Regions from separate parts of the Sus scrofa genome. Here regions 2, 3, 4, 5 and 6 are each linked to region 1. Evidence: chromatin contacts called from public HiChIP or PLAC-seq data. All regions are on one chromosome and are shown on one strand. The core of a region is the stretch at or near the end of the contact, and the rest is flanking DNA. Distances in the headings are between cores, read along the strand shown. Region 1 holds the start of HBP1 (HMG-box transcription factor 1). Region 2 has its middle 160 kb from the start of NAMPT. Region 3 holds the start of DLD (dihydrolipoamide dehydrogenase). Region 4 holds the start of SYPL1 (synaptophysin-like protein 1). Region 5 holds the start of NAMPT (nicotinamide phosphoribosyltransferase). Region 6 overlaps LOC110255500 (a long non-coding RNA gene).

What was found. HiChIP or PLAC-seq counts read pairs in DNA pulled down with a chosen protein or histone mark.
Region 2: a contact with region 1 is called in an H3K27ac HiChIP or PLAC-seq map of alveolar macrophages. The contact joins the enhancer-like site here to the promoter of HBP1 in region 1. A contact is called at or near these places in 1 of 5 promoter capture datasets (liver), 6 of 47 Hi-C or Micro-C datasets (embryonic fibroblasts, liver, mesenchymal stem cells and 1 more) and 2 of 2 datasets of contacts at active chromatin or transcription factors (alveolar macrophages and skeletal muscle).
Region 3: an H3K27ac HiChIP or PLAC-seq map of alveolar macrophages shows a contact between it and region 1. The contact joins the promoter of DLD here to the promoter of HBP1 in region 1. A contact is called at or near these places in 1 of 5 promoter capture datasets (liver) and 2 of 2 datasets of contacts at active chromatin or transcription factors (alveolar macrophages and skeletal muscle).
Region 4: an H3K27ac HiChIP or PLAC-seq map of alveolar macrophages shows a contact between it and region 1. The contact joins the promoter of SYPL1 here to the promoter of HBP1 in region 1. A contact is called at or near these places in 2 of 5 promoter capture datasets (fetal liver and liver) and 2 of 2 datasets of contacts at active chromatin or transcription factors (alveolar macrophages and skeletal muscle).
Region 5: an H3K27ac HiChIP or PLAC-seq map of alveolar macrophages shows a contact between it and region 1. The contact joins the promoter of NAMPT here to the promoter of HBP1 in region 1. A contact is called at or near these places in 2 of 5 promoter capture datasets (fetal liver and liver), 6 of 47 Hi-C or Micro-C datasets (embryonic fibroblasts, fetal heart ventricle, liver and 2 more) and 2 of 2 datasets of contacts at active chromatin or transcription factors (alveolar macrophages and skeletal muscle).
Region 6: a contact with region 1 is called in an H3K27ac HiChIP or PLAC-seq map of skeletal muscle. The contact joins the enhancer-like site here to the promoter of HBP1 in region 1. A contact is called at or near these places in 1 of 5 promoter capture datasets (liver), 5 of 47 Hi-C or Micro-C datasets (brain, embryonic fibroblasts, psoas muscle and 2 more) and 2 of 2 datasets of contacts at active chromatin or transcription factors (alveolar macrophages and skeletal muscle).

What each region holds. Positions count from the first base shown.
Region 1 is chr9:106,964,653-106,967,475 of Sscrofa11.1, forward strand. It overlaps HBP1 (HMG-box transcription factor 1), which reads left to right and starts at 1,408. Exons shown (of 11, transcript NM_001244264.1): 1 at 1,408-1,432. The coding sequence starts at 1,418. It overlaps LOC110262252 (a long non-coding RNA gene), which reads right to left and starts at 1,150. Exons shown (of 2, transcript XR_002347084.1): 1 at 812-1,150.
Region 2 is chr9:106,320,654-106,323,420 of Sscrofa11.1, forward strand. No RefSeq gene overlaps it. Among named protein-coding and RNA genes, the nearest start is that of NAMPT, 160 kb to the left of the region's middle. Within about 2 kb of position 1,473, at least 7 of the 83 cell types and tissues checked have an H3K27ac peak or open chromatin away from gene starts, as enhancers often do. A contact at or near this core is called in alveolar macrophages, where this site is marked.
Region 3 is chr9:107,640,745-107,643,444 of Sscrofa11.1, forward strand. It overlaps DLD (dihydrolipoamide dehydrogenase), which reads left to right and starts at 1,385. Exons shown (of 14, transcript NM_214062.1): 1 at 1,385-1,486. The coding sequence starts at 1,448.
Region 4 is chr9:105,983,778-105,986,477 of Sscrofa11.1, forward strand. It overlaps SYPL1 (synaptophysin-like protein 1), which reads right to left and starts at 1,395. Exons shown (of 5, transcript XM_021063515.1): 1 at 1,212-1,395. The coding sequence starts at 1,280. It overlaps LOC106504993 (a long non-coding RNA gene), which reads left to right and starts at 1,483. Exons shown (of 2, transcript XR_002335905.1): 1 at 1,483-2,683.
Region 5 is chr9:106,160,447-106,163,146 of Sscrofa11.1, forward strand. NAMPT (nicotinamide phosphoribosyltransferase) reads right to left here and starts at 1,395. Exons shown (of 11, transcript NM_001031793.2): 1 at 1,339-1,395. The coding sequence starts at 1,395.
Region 6 is chr9:106,061,701-106,064,422 of Sscrofa11.1, forward strand. All of the region lies in intron 1 of LOC110255500 (a long non-coding RNA gene), which reads left to right. Among named protein-coding and RNA genes, the nearest start is that of SYPL1, 78 kb to the left of the region's middle. Within about 2 kb of position 1,286, at least 13 of the 83 cell types and tissues checked have an H3K27ac peak or open chromatin away from gene starts, as enhancers often do. A contact at or near this core is called in skeletal muscle, where this site is marked.

The DNA.
Region 1 (2,823 bases), core at 158-2,657:
CAATTTTAAGCATGCATATAGTCATCTAAAGATATAAAGCCTAAAGCGTAGCTGAAATGATTAAACACTAAAGGTTCAAAGGAAAAAAGCTTAATAATGTTTTTGTAATGGGAATGGTAATAACATCAATTACAGACTAGGGACTGTGGTGGACCGCCTTGTTTAAAGTGAAGGTAACTATAAAGCCAGAGAAGTCATCCTCCTCCTCGGCTGAGTCAGAGCATTAGTAACTTAAGGAGGAACTCTGATGGACACGAAGTGGGAAGTCATTCATCTTTCATCAATGGGAAGCCCTCTGGAGAGGAAAAATGGTTAACAAAAACTCACCGCAGAAACTTAGAAAATGATTTACAAAATAAATCACTTTGTCATACATTATAGCCCCCTCTATATTACCTTAAACCACCCTCAAGCGGTTCAATACGCAAAACACCGCTTTGATTTCGCTCAATACCAAAGTCAACAGCAAATCGCCCCCACTTCCGGCCCCTTAGACCTCTGTAAATTCTCCAGACTCTGAGCTTCTCTCTTTCTGTTCATCTCCAAGCCTCTCAGTGCCTGGCACGTAGCCGGCATTCAACAAATCTTGAGAGAACTGAACAGAGTTGGCAGAGAAGCCTCAAGCTGCTGTCCCGAGAGTGGTGAGGCTAGGCGCGTTGTAAAGGAAGGCTGTCCTCCGACTGGAGCTCAGCACCGTCTTTATTATCCTCATCAAGCCTGGGGCCGTGATTTGTGGGTGACTGGGTCCCTCGCTATGCTGCACTGCTTCCGCTTGTGCAGTCATCTCCTTCCCTTCTCTCTAAAACAATACCTTGGCCTCCTGCCAAACTTTGAGCCGCGAGCGACTCTGGCTGTTTATGGCCCGGAATGGGTGCTGCGAGAGACGTGAAGCTGCTTTGAGTGCTAGGAAAGGCCCAAAGGAAGGGAAGAGGCCAAAGCTTTGAAACACTCCCTTCCTCCGCCCCCTCCCTTTTGTCCCAGACAGCAAAACAAACGAGCTGATACACGTGTCCCTATGACTCTTGTTTACTATCAAGACCGCACTCTGCAGGCGGTCTTGGGAACTGTAGTCCAACGTTCCTCCGACCTGCAGGTTCCGAGAGGCATGAAACTAGGATGAGACTACGAACCCACAATCCTTTTCGGGTGCAAAGTTTGGCTCGCGTCCCGGGAGTCTCGGCAGCAATCCAATCCGAAGCGCTCATCGTAGTGATTGACACACCATCTTCTCCAGTGAACACAACACAAAAGTCAATACAAGCCCGCCCCGCGAGAAGGACCACGGTATCACCCAATGGGAAAGGGAAATGGTCGAATGGCAGTTCCTCAGACCAATAATAGGGCGAAGGAGCTGCTCGGAGGCCCAACCCCCGGGGGGTTGAGGGGAGGGGGAAGACGAAGCTTGAAAGACTTGGTAATGGCGACGGGTTTGGTAAGTAGGAAAGTTTCGGTTGAGAACTAAGAGCGGCGGCGGGAGCGGTAACGCGTGCCAGGGAGGCCGTCGTCAGTCGGAGAGGGAGTATGGGAGCTGCCTGTGGTGCTGTCGCGGCCAGGGGGGCCCGAGCCAGGGCTGCCTGCACTCCGCGACGGGTTTGTTGTCTTTCTGTTCGGGAAGGGGTGGGGGTGGGGAAGGGAGGGGCAGGATCCCGAGGGGATCCGGCCGCCGGGCAGGCTTGGGTTCGCGCTCCTCTTCCTCATGGTGGGAGCAGTTAACCGACCGATACTTGCCCGTGGCGAACCCCCTGGAGTGGCGCCTCCCGCGAGCTCACCTGAGCTTCGCGGCCAGCGGGGGTCTCGGGACTGAGGCTGGGAGGCGTTGGCGAGGATGACGCCCCGGGCCGGGTTGCGCGGTGGGTGGCCGGGCCGGGTGGGAAGATGGGGCAGGCCTAGGCGGGGGAAGGGGCCTGACGCGGCAGCGGGGCTGCCCAAGAAAGTTTGACCTCAACTTCTCGCGTGTGGGCGGGGGGTCGGAGGTTGGCCTGGGTGGGCAGCTGGCCGGGGGTGGGGGACTCTAGTGAGGCGCCGCCTCTTTCGGGCAGAGAGGGGCTTTGGGACGAGCTGGGAAGCTCGCGGAGCTGCTGGGCCCCGGAGCTCATTGTTACGCAGTTCGAATGAATGGGCTCCGTGGCGCCTGCGCGGTGGGGCTGAGCCGAGGGGAAAAACAAGCCTGGAGTCCAGGCTGCGGTCACATGATGGGGGGAGGGGAGGGAACGCGATGAATGGCGAAAGAGGGTGGGGGATGGACTTGGCGTGAACCTGGAGGCTGTGCCTCCGTTTGACCCGGAGCCGAGGTTTGGCAGGAGATTCCAGTCTTCTCCTTCCAACCTATGCTGCTGCCCCAGGCAGATTAAAACAAAACAAAAAAGAATCCAGGCGAAATCGGCAGCCGGGGCCGGGTTTTTGTGGTTTCTTTAAACGCTACTTGCTGTTAGGGGATTTTACTCGCCGTTGGGCATTCTTCACCTTCTGGAGTTCATTCTTTAGGAGTTTTCGGCAACAACCTTCTGTAAAAGAAGCGCTGAATGCGGGGATGTATTCTAGAGCCTTTAGCTCTGGGAGCCACTGATACTAAGGGAGGACGATAGGGAGTTGTGTTTATATTCGGAAGTGTTGAGTTCCACCAACAATTCCGACTAAGTGGTTTATATTTATTTCCCTCTAATTAGCAGCGAATGATTCCATCAGTTACCTTTTGAGAATTAAACTGACCTTAACCTTTGTAAATACTTTTATTGTTTAGCTATTGATAGTGATTTACATTTGTATTGTACTCGTAGGACTTTCTGTCTTTGCTTTTTGTTGCTGTTTTGCTGTTGTTTTCTG
Region 2 (2,767 bases), core at 223-2,722, 640 kb before region 1:
TGTTACATCTGTTCTGAGTGAACCTCATGCAAAGTACTTGGCAAGTGCCTAAAGATGAGAGAGCTGGAAGCGAGTTGACCAGAAAATCTGTCACTACTATTGCCTTGCCTGCCAAGGCCGGCTTGTCTGGGAGGCTGGGTTCCACCTGCTTTCATGGCAGCCCAGCTCCAGGTGGTGAGGTTGGGGGAAAGGGACCTGAACTCTTACTCACCTCCTATTATTCCCTTTCTATATCCCAAGCCCATGAGCTGCAGATAAGTTCTTCCTTTTAGAAATCTCCAAACTCCCAATACTGTCTCCAGAAAACTCTGCTCACATAGTAGGACCCCTGGCCAGTCTTCCCTGGGGAAGAACTTTCTGGTCTCAGGCACCCCCTCTCCAACTCTCACCATCTCTCCTTCTGTGGGCATCTTGCACCCTCTGAATGCCACAGCTATCAGCTTAGCCAATGGCCATTCTCAGGTTATTCCATGGGCTAATCTCCCCAGCTAGAAGGCAGACTCTTAAAGGAACAGGATCCCCTGTCCCTCCCTTCCTTCCGTATTTTAAATACGAGGGTTTGACCTTGCCCTTGACTTTGGGACAGACAATTCCTGGTGAATAGGGCATAACAGTTCCTGCCCTAACACAAGGTTCAGTTTGGTGGTGGTGGTGGTAGAGGGAAAATATGATGAGAAAATACGCAATTGTAGTAGACCACAGCCGGGGACAGAAATTCACCCATTCATTTATTCATTCACTCATCCCACAAATGTATACAGGGCTGGAACTATGTTAGCCATTGGGGAATACAACTGCTGCGGGCAGAGCCTGTCCTCACCTGTTCACCATCCAGGAAGGGGAAGCCAGGATTAGAGAGCCAAGGGTGGTCAATAGCCTATATTCAGAAGGTGAGATGGAAACAAAGTCCTGAAGCTGCGAGATAAGGGTGATGAACACCAGTTACATGGAAATGAGCAGAAATTGAAGCTGCCGGGACACTTTAGCTCCCCCTTCCTTCTATGTGTTTCTAATCCAGACTTTCTTACTGGGGAAAAATAAAACCAAGAAACAAACCATGCTGTCTGTACATCTGTCATGTTGCACAGGGAAGGGCATCTCCCTCTCCAGGCTAGAGTTGTCTCTGGAAGTGCCTTCCCATGGTGGAAATTCCCAGAGAGCCCACTGGCATGGAAGGAGATATCTGTGTTTTTCTAGAACAGGAGGGGCTAACTTTCCCCTGGAACCTGCTACAAACTGCATTTATATTCCACCCACAGGAGTCCTTTGCTCCTTGATGTAAGAACGTCTTTCATGGAATGGGTTTCTCCATGGGAAGGAACACAGCAAAAAGGTACCAAGACCAGCCCTTGATCCCTTATTTCCACTACCAGCTAAATGGCAGGTTCCTCTCCAGGTACAAAGGTGGGGACCCAGACAAAGCCTGCGTCCTGCCATAGCTCTGGAGCTCTGCGGGGATTTCCACCAGCTCCCTGTCTGTGTCACTCAGTGTAGGGTGTTCCCAGCACGGCTCCCCGCCTCCACGCACCTCCTCCGCACCCCCAGGAGAATTCTGCTGTGTGAGGATGAATCGGCAGAATTTGCCAACAGTTGAGTCGAGGCAGGCATCTGGGTCCCAGTTGGGAGCTGCAACTGTCTCTCCTCCCCTTGGCAGGCAATCTCTCTGCCTAAGAATTGCCTTCCTGGGAGTTCCCATTGTGGCTCAGTGGGATAGGAACCCAACTAGCATCCATGGGGATGAGGGTTCGATCCCTGGCCTCACTATGTGGGTTAAGGATCTGGTGTTGTCGTGAGCTGTGGTGTAGGTCATAGACACAGCTCAGATCCCACGTGTCTGTGGCTATGGTGTAGGCCAGCGTCTGCAGCTCTGATTCAACCCCCTAGCCTGGGAATCTCCATATGCCAAGGGTGTGGCCCTAAAAAGCAAAAAAAAAAAAAAAAAAAAAAAAAAAAAATTGCCTTCCTGCTCAGTCCCTATGTCACATGCTCCTAGCCATTCTTCAGCTCTGTCCCCACTGCTGGCGCCGCTCAGGAAGAAGGGCAGGGAGGTTCCAACTCCCCAGGGTGAGTCCTTTGTGGCCCACACGGCTCTACAGACATGCCCGCAACATTACAGGCATGAGAACACAGCGCCGCCCAACAGCAACTGAACCCCCAAAACACTGATTTACATTTTCTACAGAATTAAGTGATTCTTTAGAGGTGGTGTGGACTCTTCAGAGAGAGGGATGTTGGCCTGAGGCTGGAGTAGATGGGCCCAGTTTTACAAATCATTTCTTCTCTGTGGCTGACCTTCTATGGCATAACACAAGGCCTTTGTTTTTCCTTCAGTTTGAGAACTTTCCCTTCTGACCTTGCTTTGCATAAGATACCTATGAAAGGTCAAAGATAAAGCCGCTGACAATCCCAGCATCTCACTGGAGACAGACATTTTTATCACCTCTCATCAGGGTGAGTCACCAAGGGGATATTTTGATTCCATCTCCTTTCCTTTTTTTCACATCCCCTCCTGTGTGATGTGAACAAGCCAGGAAATTTTTGCTTTCTTAATAATACATATCTTATTATGAGGCTTATAGCATCCTGCTAGGGTGAGCAGAGAAAGTCTTACCCCAATTTTTCAGATGGGGAAACTGAGGCTCAGAGACGTTGCACAACCTAGCCAAAGTTGCCCACGTGGAAAGTGGGAGAATCTGGTCTGAATTTTTTCTTTTTCTTTTCATTCTTTCTTTTCTTTTTTCTTTTTTTTTTCCTGCAGCATATGGAA
Region 3 (2,700 bases), core at 135-2,634, 680 kb after region 1:
ACAAACCCAGCAAGCATCCATGAGGAGGCAGGTTCAGTCCCTGGCTTTGCCCAGTGGGTTAAGGATCTGGCATTGCTGTGGCTGTGGTGTAGGCCATCAACTACAGCTCCAGTTGGGACCCTAGCCTGGGAACCTCCACATGCCGTGGGTACAGCCCTAAAAAGACTGAAAAAAAAGAATGACTATAACATTTTGTATTATGTATGACTGGCATTTGGAGGCATCATGAATCATAAAGGAGCAAATATGTATTTAATGTATTAGATATTAGGTAGTTAAAATTGAGATGGTGGCAGGACCACCCACTTGTATGTGTTCAGTAGACAGCTGAAAATATGGAATTGGAGACCAGGAGAGAAGTAGAGACAGGAGCTAAGGATATAAGAGTTATCAGTGTATGTCTGTGGGTGCTAAAACCATGAAAATGGTTTAGATGGCCAAAATACTTATGTATAGAGGAAAACACAGGGAAAATGGATATTGAATGACAAGTAGTAGCCTCTGTAGCAAACACTAAAGATCATTATCTTTTCCCCTAAAGCAGCTTAACTAGGTAGGGAGTAATTTCTAATTAGTATTTAAATTCACAGAGCCCGGAATAGCGCCTGGGCAGTAAACTTTCAAGACAGAGTTAAATTTTATCCCATGTATAGTTATGGCAAAGCAAAAATCAGACTTTAGGTTTCTGTGCTCAGCCTTGAAGACAATATTTTTCCATTGTCTCATGTGAGAACCTGTAACCTCATCCACCACCCCACCCATTCTTATTTGCTCTGACAAGGAGATGTGTCTCCCAACTGAGGCGGCAGGGAAAAGTGTGTTTTCTACGTATTGCCAGGTAGTTTACTTAGAGCAGAATGCTGGTGATACCAAAGTATGTGACCCCATCTTTTATATGGCCTTTGATCTACAGGAGGAATTATAAAGCAGGAATTAGGATGAAAAGCTTTGACCTCAGGGCTGCAGTTACCGGTCCCCTGTGAGACCTTGAGGGTATTGTTTAATCTTTCAGGCCCTCATCTAAGAAGTGGAAATACTAGTAATCCTTCATATAGTTAAGGACAAAAGTGAGATAAGGCCCGGACAATGTTGAGATTCCTCAGCCTAACACAACAAAGAACCTGTGAAGCTTTACTTTCTGCACCGTGCATTAAGCAAACCTTAGCTTTAGTTACTCCACTTTCCAAAAACAAGCGCACTCTGTAACCCCCAGCACTCTTTTATCCCTAAAATGGTCCCTCATTCCCTGCTACCACAAAGCACTATGCTCCTTACGACAGTGTACGACGTTGAGCCGGACGGCACCCCCCTCGCGGGCCAATCGCGCTGCTCCGGACCGATAACGTAGGCGCGCTCGTGCATGCGCAGGCCGGGAAGACCTTGGCGAGTCGGCGGAGGTGCTTAGCGGAGGTGAAGGAGTTGGCGCAAAGGCCAATACAGCGGCAAGATGCAAAGCTGGAGTCGTGTATACTGTACCTTGGCCAAGGTGAGGACCGACTGGGTAGGTTCGTGATGAGCCAGAGGTGCAGAGAGGCCCGGTGACGCGGTCCCGAACGCTACCTAAGTGGTGGGTGTGGGAGCGGCAGGCGGCCGGGCCGAGACCACCAGCGGTTCCGCCCCTGAACCGGCATAGTCCGGACGGAGGCTGGGAAGCAAAGGCCCGGGCTGTGGGGAGGCCCTTTCAGTTGTGTGGTGGTCAGCAGTTGCACATGGTCACCTCCCAAGCCCCCAGCTGGCCTATGGGATCTTGGGACGGCGGGGAGTATGTGTCGCCTTAGCACCTTTTGGTTAACTCTTAGTACCTTTTCCTAATCCTGGCTCTTGAGTGGCTTTTGTGCAGTGGGCAGGTAACTTTGGGGTTACCGCTTGAAAGAACCAGACCGGGTCAGCCCCCAGCGGGTAGCTCTAGGAATTCCTCAAAGATACCTTCAGTGCCTGCTGCTTTAAGCTAACGTCTATTGGCTTTTTTCGTAGAAGCATTTATATTTTATTATAGGAGTTATGGTCAATATAGCTTTCCCTTTTCATCTGTGTACCAAATACAGCCAGACGGTACATATGTGGAATCGTGGCCGAATACTATATTGATGGAGACTTTAAAAGTTATGCAGCGATCAAACTCCTTTGTCTTTGTTTCAAAGATGAGTAGCATGTGTGCCCCAAAGTTAATGTAACGTGTGTCAGAGTTTATACTTTGAGAGGCAGAGCTGGGGCTAAAACTCAGGATTGCTATTTAGTCACTTGTTCTTTGTCCTCTGTAGGGACCTCAGGTGCAAGAATTGCCTTGGAATAGACAACATTACTAGATCGGTGTAGGTTTTGTCACTGCCTCCTATCTACGTGCTGTCGTAGGAGCCATTTGCTGTGTTTTTTTGTGCCTCATCATTCTTAGGAGATAGTAGCCATCCGTATTTAGAGGTTGTGGAGATTGAGATCCAGTTTGGAGAACTGTAATAGCTCTTGAATATGAGTACATTAGTGCATTTTCCTAAGGCATCTTGTCTCATTTTCTATTCCTGGTGGGCAGTTCAGGAATATCTTCATAGACTTTACATGGTAGATTTGAGTTAGTAAACGATAGTTACATATCAAAGGATTGTCGTAATGCAGATTATTCAAGTACTTAAGCTGCAACTTTAAAAACTTTAATTATGACATTAAAATGATTCGTGGCACTAAAAATTAGCCATGCTTTCTGAG
Region 4 (2,700 bases), core at 145-2,644, 980 kb before region 1:
AGAAATTAGCACAATTCGGTGTTCAGAAGACACCAAGTAAAAACTGGGGAGAAACATAGGAAACTTTGGGTAGGAAGGAGATCAGACTGAGTACCCAATTAGAAAAGTTGAGTTTCCGTGTTACTTTAAGAAACATCCTCGGCAGGTTATTTAAAACGGGGAATCAGAAGTTCTTACCCTTCACCAGTTTATCACTAAAATATGGGGTTGAAGAGTTACGGACGTAAATACGGCTAGCTGTAAAAGCAACTTGCCTGCACGCTGTACAGACGCCAGCTGCCTATTAATACAGGCCTAAAAACCAGCCCTGGAACACGGGCTAGGCCACGAAGTCTGAAGGTAATGTGCAGTGCCTGGTGCATTCACTAACTCCTCCGCAGTGACTGATCATTACCAAGGTCGAAGTAATAAATCTCCTTTGATGTTAATGATTGAGAGTGTTCCCTGACTGCAGGATGTTGCTGGGAAATACCCCAAATAAATTTGATGGCGATTCCTAACTTGTGTTTAAGTGGATCAGACTATCAAGAACACGTTTTGTTCAAAGACCCTCTCCCCTACTCCCCTACCCCCGTCCGCTTCCCTGACCCACAGTTTACTTTTATCCATATTTAACTTAGAGGCAATCTTAAAAGCAAATTAACTGAGAGCTCGTCAAATCACTTTGGGAAGGCGCACTAGCTTTCGAAGGAGCGTGGCCTCAAGTTAGCCCAGGGCAGCAACACACAGGCTGACCCTTTCCACCCGGGTACAGAGGCACCGCCGGCCGCAAAGCGACTTCGGTCCGTCGGGTTTCGGTTAGACCGCAACAGGAAGTTTTCTCTTCCCTTGCGGGAAGCAGTGAAGCCAAAGAGAAATTTGAAGCACCACTCCCCCGGGACACCGAGGTGAGCTTGGGTGTGGGAGGGCGGCTCCCCCCGGCCGGACGCAGCCGAGGCACCCGTGATTCGTCGCGACCGCATCGTCCCCGCCCCGCGCGGGCCCAGGCCGCGGCCACCGTCCCCTCCCCGTGCGTGCAGTCCCGACCCTTCCCGTCCCGTCCCGGGGACGACGGCAGCTTAGGGGTCCGCCCGGGCGGGGCGGCGTCTGGGATCCCGGGGCGCCGCCCCGCCCCCGCCACCTCCCAGCCGAGGGCGCTGGCCGGCTGTAGTGGCAGCAGGAGCGGGCGCGGAGGCGCGATTCCCCGCCTCGCCGGAGCGGGCTGCACTCACCAATTCGAGGACTTTGATGAAGCCGAGCGGCTCCTTGAGCGGGTTGAGGTTGAGCTGGAAGGAGGACATCCTCTGAGGGAAGGAGGGAAAGAGTCAGGACGGCGGACAGGAGGAGGAGGGGGACGGACGAGACCAGCAGCCAGGCCGCGAGGAAGGGCAGGCGGGGCGGGCTCCGGGAGGCGGGCCTGGGAGGCGGCCTGGGAGGCGGACCTGGGAGGCCGCGGGGCGGGGCGGCGGCGGTTGAGCCGCTGGCCGAAGCGCTGGGGCGGAGAGAAGGAGGGGCGGCCGCGGGAGGCGGGGGCGGGGCAGGGGCAGGGAAGGGGCGGTGCCTCCCTGGGCCTCACCTGGCCCAGCCGGCTGATCCTCTGGCGAACCAAGTAGATGTTGGACGCCATGCTGCTTGCGCCGCGCCCCCTTCCCTCAAGTCCTGCCCCCGGCGTTCGGGTTTCTGTCGCGCATGCGTGCCCCCACCCTGCGCCTGCGTAGCGGGGGCCGTTACCTCGCGCCCAGCCCAAGTTTCCGCTTCGTGGTCTCACCACCTCGCCGTACCAAGTTCTTTTCCTCCGGCTTACCGCCACAGTTCCCAACTTTTAGGTGGATTTAAAAAAATATTGACACAGATGAAGCCGCATTTCAAGGCTGGTGTTAGGGACCTGTTGTCAAACTGGTGGAAAGTTATTGCAGAACAACGGACTTTGAGCGACAGAAGTGTAGGGTATCTCTGTCAGAAGCGTCATTCACCAAATATTCTTATGGAAATTAACTTTGTCAAAGCCATCTTTGGAGTTAGGCTTGAGAGATGTAGGAGAAAGGTTATACCTACCAGAAAATGGCTTACCCACCTGTCCTACCCTGTCCATTAAGTTCTCCGCGTGGGAAGCTCTTGGAGTCTTTCTACGGAAGACTAATTCCTGCTTTCCCTTCAAGAGTCGCCTTGGGTGACACTTCCTGGCATCCAGTTATCCGAGCCCCGAAGTAATGATCTCCTTACTGCCTTCCCCCAAATCTAGGAAGATTGGAGAGCTGGAATGCTGGCGGCTTGGCGTGTATGGTAAGATGGCTAACACCATGTAGCAATACATGGAGAAGAAAGGAATTTCGCACAGTAGAATCTCCTACCAACGTCTGAGCAGTGATCTATGAATTAGCAGGTTCCTTGCGATTGAAGTCATTCCGCTCTTATTGACTGTCTTTCTAGGAAGCTAATCCTTTCTCATCTGAGACTGGTTTACCTACTTACTTGCTTCCCAGAGAGTGCAAAGAATGTATTTCAATTTTCTGGTCCACACTCTTACTCTTTTTATCCTGACTTCCACTTCTCAGTCCTCAGCACAGCCTTATTTATGTTCAGTGGGCACCTAGTGAATGATGGCAGATTCCTCTTTCTAAACAAAAAGGCATCAGAGATGCCCCTCAAGGCAGAATCAGTGGAAAGTAACATACATTGGTACCCAGTGCATCTGAGACCACTGGTAAGTGATAATCCAAG
Region 5 (2,700 bases), core at 145-2,644, 800 kb before region 1:
TTGGTTCTAATCCATCTAAATTATCACAAGTAGAATATTAAATCAGCTGGAAAGAAAACAATATAAAACTTAAGTAAAATGGGATTCTCCAAAATACTTTATTGGAATTAAAAAAAAAAAAACCCAAAAACCCAAAGCAACAAAATCACAAAACCCCAAACTAAAAACGTCATGCTTTAATCACTATATTCTGAACTCTCGTGCTGTTCACAGTAAAAACTAAAATTTATTTTACGAAAGTGGGGTTTCCAAGCTGACAGCTCATCTTTTAGGTGTCCTGACTAACAAAATTTCTCAGCAAAGTATAGTCCAGTTTACTTCATATAATTTGGATACTAGGGGAAAAACCATTTGCCGGATTTGTCTCTAATCACTCTTCCCTTTTTACTAATGTACATGAGCTTCAAATAAAACGAGGTAGCTATACGTGCAAGGGTCCAATAGGTTTAGTAACACAAGGTTGTGCCGCTTTTCCCTCAACAAGTTCTCTAGGGTTAACTACAGTTCATTTAACTACTTGTGTTTCACTTTCTTTTTCACAGAAATCCTGCAGTGGTCCTAATGGGATAATGGCAGATTGGCTTTCGCAACAGGGGATATACGAAGCATGAGTGATTACCAGCAGCAAAGAAGTTTGAAACGGAGCCCAGAGGAGTGGGAAGGGGGAATCCATCAGGGTGACCAGAGACTGATAGCTAAGTGTCCTCTGCGCCCGAGCCACAGGCAGAGGAACGTGGCTGGCTGCTCCCGCACCCCTGAAGAACCTGGCCCACCCCTTCCTTGGAAAGGGACGTACCTTCCCACTTAGGGGGTGGGCTCACACGACACACCTCAGCGGGGGAAACCCCACTTCTCAAACCTCGTTCCCGGTCTCTACGGCAGAACCCTAGGGGCCGTTACCTAACTGACCCGGCTCCTCCAGCGAGCCCTCGCCCAGGCCGGCCCTGCCCTCCCCGGCCCGGGGCCAAAAGGCCGCGCTCCTGGGGAAGGCGTGCGCTCAGCCGGTGACGCCCCAGCCTGCCCGCCGCCCGCAAACCCGCACGAGCCCCCGGCGGCGGGCGCGCGGCACCGGCCCGGGCCAGCCTCAGCCCCTAGCCGCGCACCTCCGACCACGCACCCCCAGGCCCCGCCTCCTGCCGTCCATCCCTCCATCCCTCCTCCCTCCACCTCCTCGCCACTGCGGCGCCAGCCTCACCTGCCCGGTCCCGCCGCCACCGCCGTCCGCGCCTTCCCTTGGGGCCGCCTCGCGCCAAGACCCCAGCCCCGACACCCCGCCCCGCGCTCGTCCCCGACGCGCCCTCTCTTCCTCCGTCACCTGCCCCCGCCTCGAGCCTCTACCTTGTACGAGTCGGTGGCCAGGAGGATGTTGAATTCGGCTTCTGCCGCAGCATTCATCTCGGGCCGGAGTGTGGGGGCCACGCGCCGCGGGCTGCCCGGCGCGGCTGCGAGGAAGGAGAAAAATGGGCTTCACCGCGCTCCGTTGCTTAAGTCACCGCTCGGTCGGAGGGGGAGGGGGAGTGGAGGGGAAAACGGAGCGGGGAGGAGGGGCCAGAGGAGGGCGGGCCTGGGAGCCGTGACGCGGTGAGGGTGGCGGCAGTGTCGGAGCGGCGGCGGAGGCGGTAGCGCACTCACACTCAGGGGACTCCGGCGATCTCCTCACCCCGGTTCCCCGCCCCCGCCCCATCGCCCCGGCGGGGACGCTAGGGGCGGGGCGCGGCCGCGCGTGCGCAGCGTGCAGGGGGCGGGGCTGGGCGGGGAGGACGTGAGGCACGCGCTCTTTCTCGGAAACGCCCACCCCGGGAAGCCTGAGGCTGCGGGGCTGCCCTGGCCCGTGACCCCGGCGCCCGCCTGGCTTACGTCTCTCGGCCCCGCGCAGCGGGGCGGGGCCGGGAGGGGGCGTTCCCAGGCTCGCCACTCTTGCGATTAGCCGGTTCGCCTGTCCCGCTGGCACATTCCTGTCCTACCCAGTCCTGGCCCTTTTTTCAGAGTCCTCCTGAAGTCACGCCACCCGGCTGGGGGCCGAGGAGCCTCCCTCTGCTCATCTTCCCGTTCCCCTCGCGCAGTTACTCACCTTTGTCTCTGGCTTGGATTAAGGATGGAACCTTTTGCCTCCATCCCTTGAGTCCCTTCTGGTCCTCCTAACCCTCTCTTTAAAATCTGAACAGCTGAAGTGAGGAATAAAAAGAGCTGAGGAGCCGCTTTATAATCTGACGCATCGCCCTCGCTTTCCTCCGGCTCAGTGGCTGAGCCCTTTGATCCTCTTGGGGAGGTTTTGACTTTCCCCGATAAAATAGCCTGCGCCCAAAGTTGGGGGCTGAATTCAGTCCTCACAGATAATGAGAGGATAAGAACTCGCTGAATCTAATATTGCTGAGAAGTATACGGCAAAGGGCCAAGTCTTTGACAAGGTGCGAGACTGACTTTTATCATTATAATTGCTCAATCTTGGGAAACGGGTTGGCAACTTGGAAAAAAAAAGCAAAAAACGAAGTGAAACGACGTCGGATGACTTCATCCAAAGGCAAACCATCCATTTGCGCAGTTCTCATACGTGGTTGTATTTTTGAGTAAAACCAAGATTCCCTTTGTCTCTGGGATCAGCAGCTGCTTGTGTTTTTATTTTATTTTTTTAGATTTAGGTTTTACAAGATAGAAGTTGCTGGGGAAAGGGAATTTAATGAAAATTGGAAGAACTTTATA
Region 6 (2,722 bases), core at 36-2,535, 900 kb before region 1:
GTTCTTTTATTTCCAACCTGACAAGGGTGGGTTAATCTGACTCTCAGCCCAGAAATGATGAAGGCAAGAGAAGCTTGTGGAATTTGGAGCAGTTCAAGGAAGAAATGGAATAATTTTTGTGTTTGAAGCTTTGAAATGTCTTAAATAAGCAACCATTGGAGAGCCTACTATGTGTAAGGCTGTGTGAAGGGTAGAAGAGATGTAAGCCATTTAGTCTATCACTCAAAGAGCTGATTGTTAAACTGGGAAGATGATTAACAGAAAAAGCAAAAATATAAGATAGCAAAAGAAAAAAATTATGCAGATTACCTAGGGTGATATGGAGTCAAGGAAGAGTCACTGCTAGCTGTTTTTTATCTTTCTTTCACAATATCCCATATATCCAGTAAGGACATTGCTGATGGGAGAAGAGGTGTATGCCTTGCTTTGCAGAGTCTATAGTTTGGTGGTGAAGTGATGCTTTGATCACAGAATATTTTTTCCTAATGACATTTTATAGGATTAGAAATGTGTTTTCTGGAAGAAAGTAATGTTTACTCCAAGTCAAAAATCATGTCCTGAACTGGAGTCAGCTTCTAAAAAAGTACAATGTGTAAATGCCAAGACTGAGAGGGAGTTTTTTTGAGTACAAAGTATTACTCAGAATAAGCTAAGAAACACAAATATTTTCTTCTTAAGGCAACTCCCACACCCAGGCAAGGCAGTGTGGTGGCTAAGAGCACAGACTTTCGAACCAGACAGCTTAGTTTCCACCCCTGCTCATCTACTTCTTAGTGAGTGGCCCTGGCTAATTTCTCAGTGGCTTGTTTTCTTTTTTTCTTCCTCCCTCCCCACTTCCTTCCTACTGTCTCCCTTCCTTCCTTCTTTCTTTCCAGTATGGGGCTACTTAAAAGCACTTTACCTCATAATATTGTGGTGAGTATTAATGAGCTTCTGTATGAAAAGTTGTGAGGACACTCAGAATATCCCTTTTAATTTATGTATCACTAGAACACAAATCACCCCAACACATAGCTTAAAAGAGAATCATCATTTATGTTCACCATTTCTGAAGGTCTGGAGTTCAGGAGCAGCTTAGCTGGGTGATTCTGGCTCAAGACTTCTCATGAAGTTGGAGTCAGATGTCTGCTGAGGCTAAGGTCATCCAAAGGCCCAACTGCGCTGGAGAGTCCACTTCCACTCACATGTCTGGCAAGTTGGCACGGGCTGTTGGCAGGAGACCTCAGTGCATCTTTACATGAGCCTCTCCATGGGATCGCCTGAGTGTCCTCACAACATGACTGCCACCTTCCCCTTGAGTGAGTGATCCAGGAGACCAAGGTGGAACTGCAGTGACGTGTACGGCCTAGACTTGGAAGTCACACGTTGTTGCTTCTCCTTTATTCTACTCTTACTCAGGAGGAGGGACTGCACAATGGCATGATTATCAGGAGGTGACCATCAGTCGGGGCCATCTTGGGGGCTGGCTACCACACCCTTTGGGGAGGGACTGTTTCTATGGGTATGGGACAGTTAAATACAGAATATTTTAAAGTAGCGGACTCCATATGGACACTCAGCATTATTTTCTCAAAGAAGAGTTTTGTAACATGACTGCTTTGCTCTAACTCACATCTCAGGTGTTTTGGTTTGTATTTCCCTGAAAGTAGAACCTGGGGCAAGGACTTGGTTACCTTCCCCTGGGGAGGTAACCACCCCTGCCTGTCAGGTTGGTACTTACATTCAGGGTCAGAGGTCCTTATGGTGTTGGGGGAGGCTCTGAGTTAAAGTGGAAACCTTGGCTCTTTTTGCAGGTGGGATACTGTGAGCTCACAGGTGGGCTGAGGGATGTGATGTGGACCCTAGAGACATTTGCTCCATCAGGTTTGCAGGACCTAGGGATTAAATAGATATGTTAGTTTGGCTCCTCCAAGAAGCAGATGTCAAGAGAAGGTTGGACGTGCAAGGAATACAATGGGGAATGTGCCCTGTGGAAGACGGGAGGAAATTGGAAGAGGCTGGATGAGCTACCAGACGGTGATACAAGTCTGCGCTCTGGGGGAGGAGACAAGAAGAAAAAAAGGTTGGGTAGAAAGAGTCTCAGATGGTGGCACAAGTTGAAGAAAGGTTCAGCCAGGCTGATGGGGGGAGCTCAAGCCAAAACTTCCCATGGAAAGCATCCTGGGTTTCACAGGACTGCCTGCCCTGTTGTCCAGCCTGTGTGTAGCATGGCCTTGGTGCCAATGTAGGAGTGGATTCATTTCAACTCGGCCAGCAGGCAATTACCCTCCCTCAGTTACGGATCTCAGAGGCACATCCTCCTGGCAGCCAGGAGGTTTTGTGCATGAGCAGCACAGGTAGTTGCAACAAGTTTTGTATTTGGGAAAACCACAGGTCACCCTGAGATAGTAAGATCTTTCCTTCTATCTTCTGTCTGCCACATTGTCTGAAATTCCACCATAAGAAAGTAATCCCTTTGTTTAATTGTTACCCTCTCTTCTACCTCAACTCTGAGTAGGAACATCTTTCTTCTTACTTCTAACATCTTAGAGAAGAGTTACTAACACTTTAATATGAACAAATTGTCCAAATTATTTTATTCTATGGCAGACAGAAGGAATCTGAGACAGCGTGAAGGCATGTGGAATTTGGGTGAAGAGCACTTAAGAGCACTTAATATGAAGGATAGGGGACCACCCTGGGTCCATGTCCCAGTTGAGCTTATGGCTTGCCTCTGTTGGGA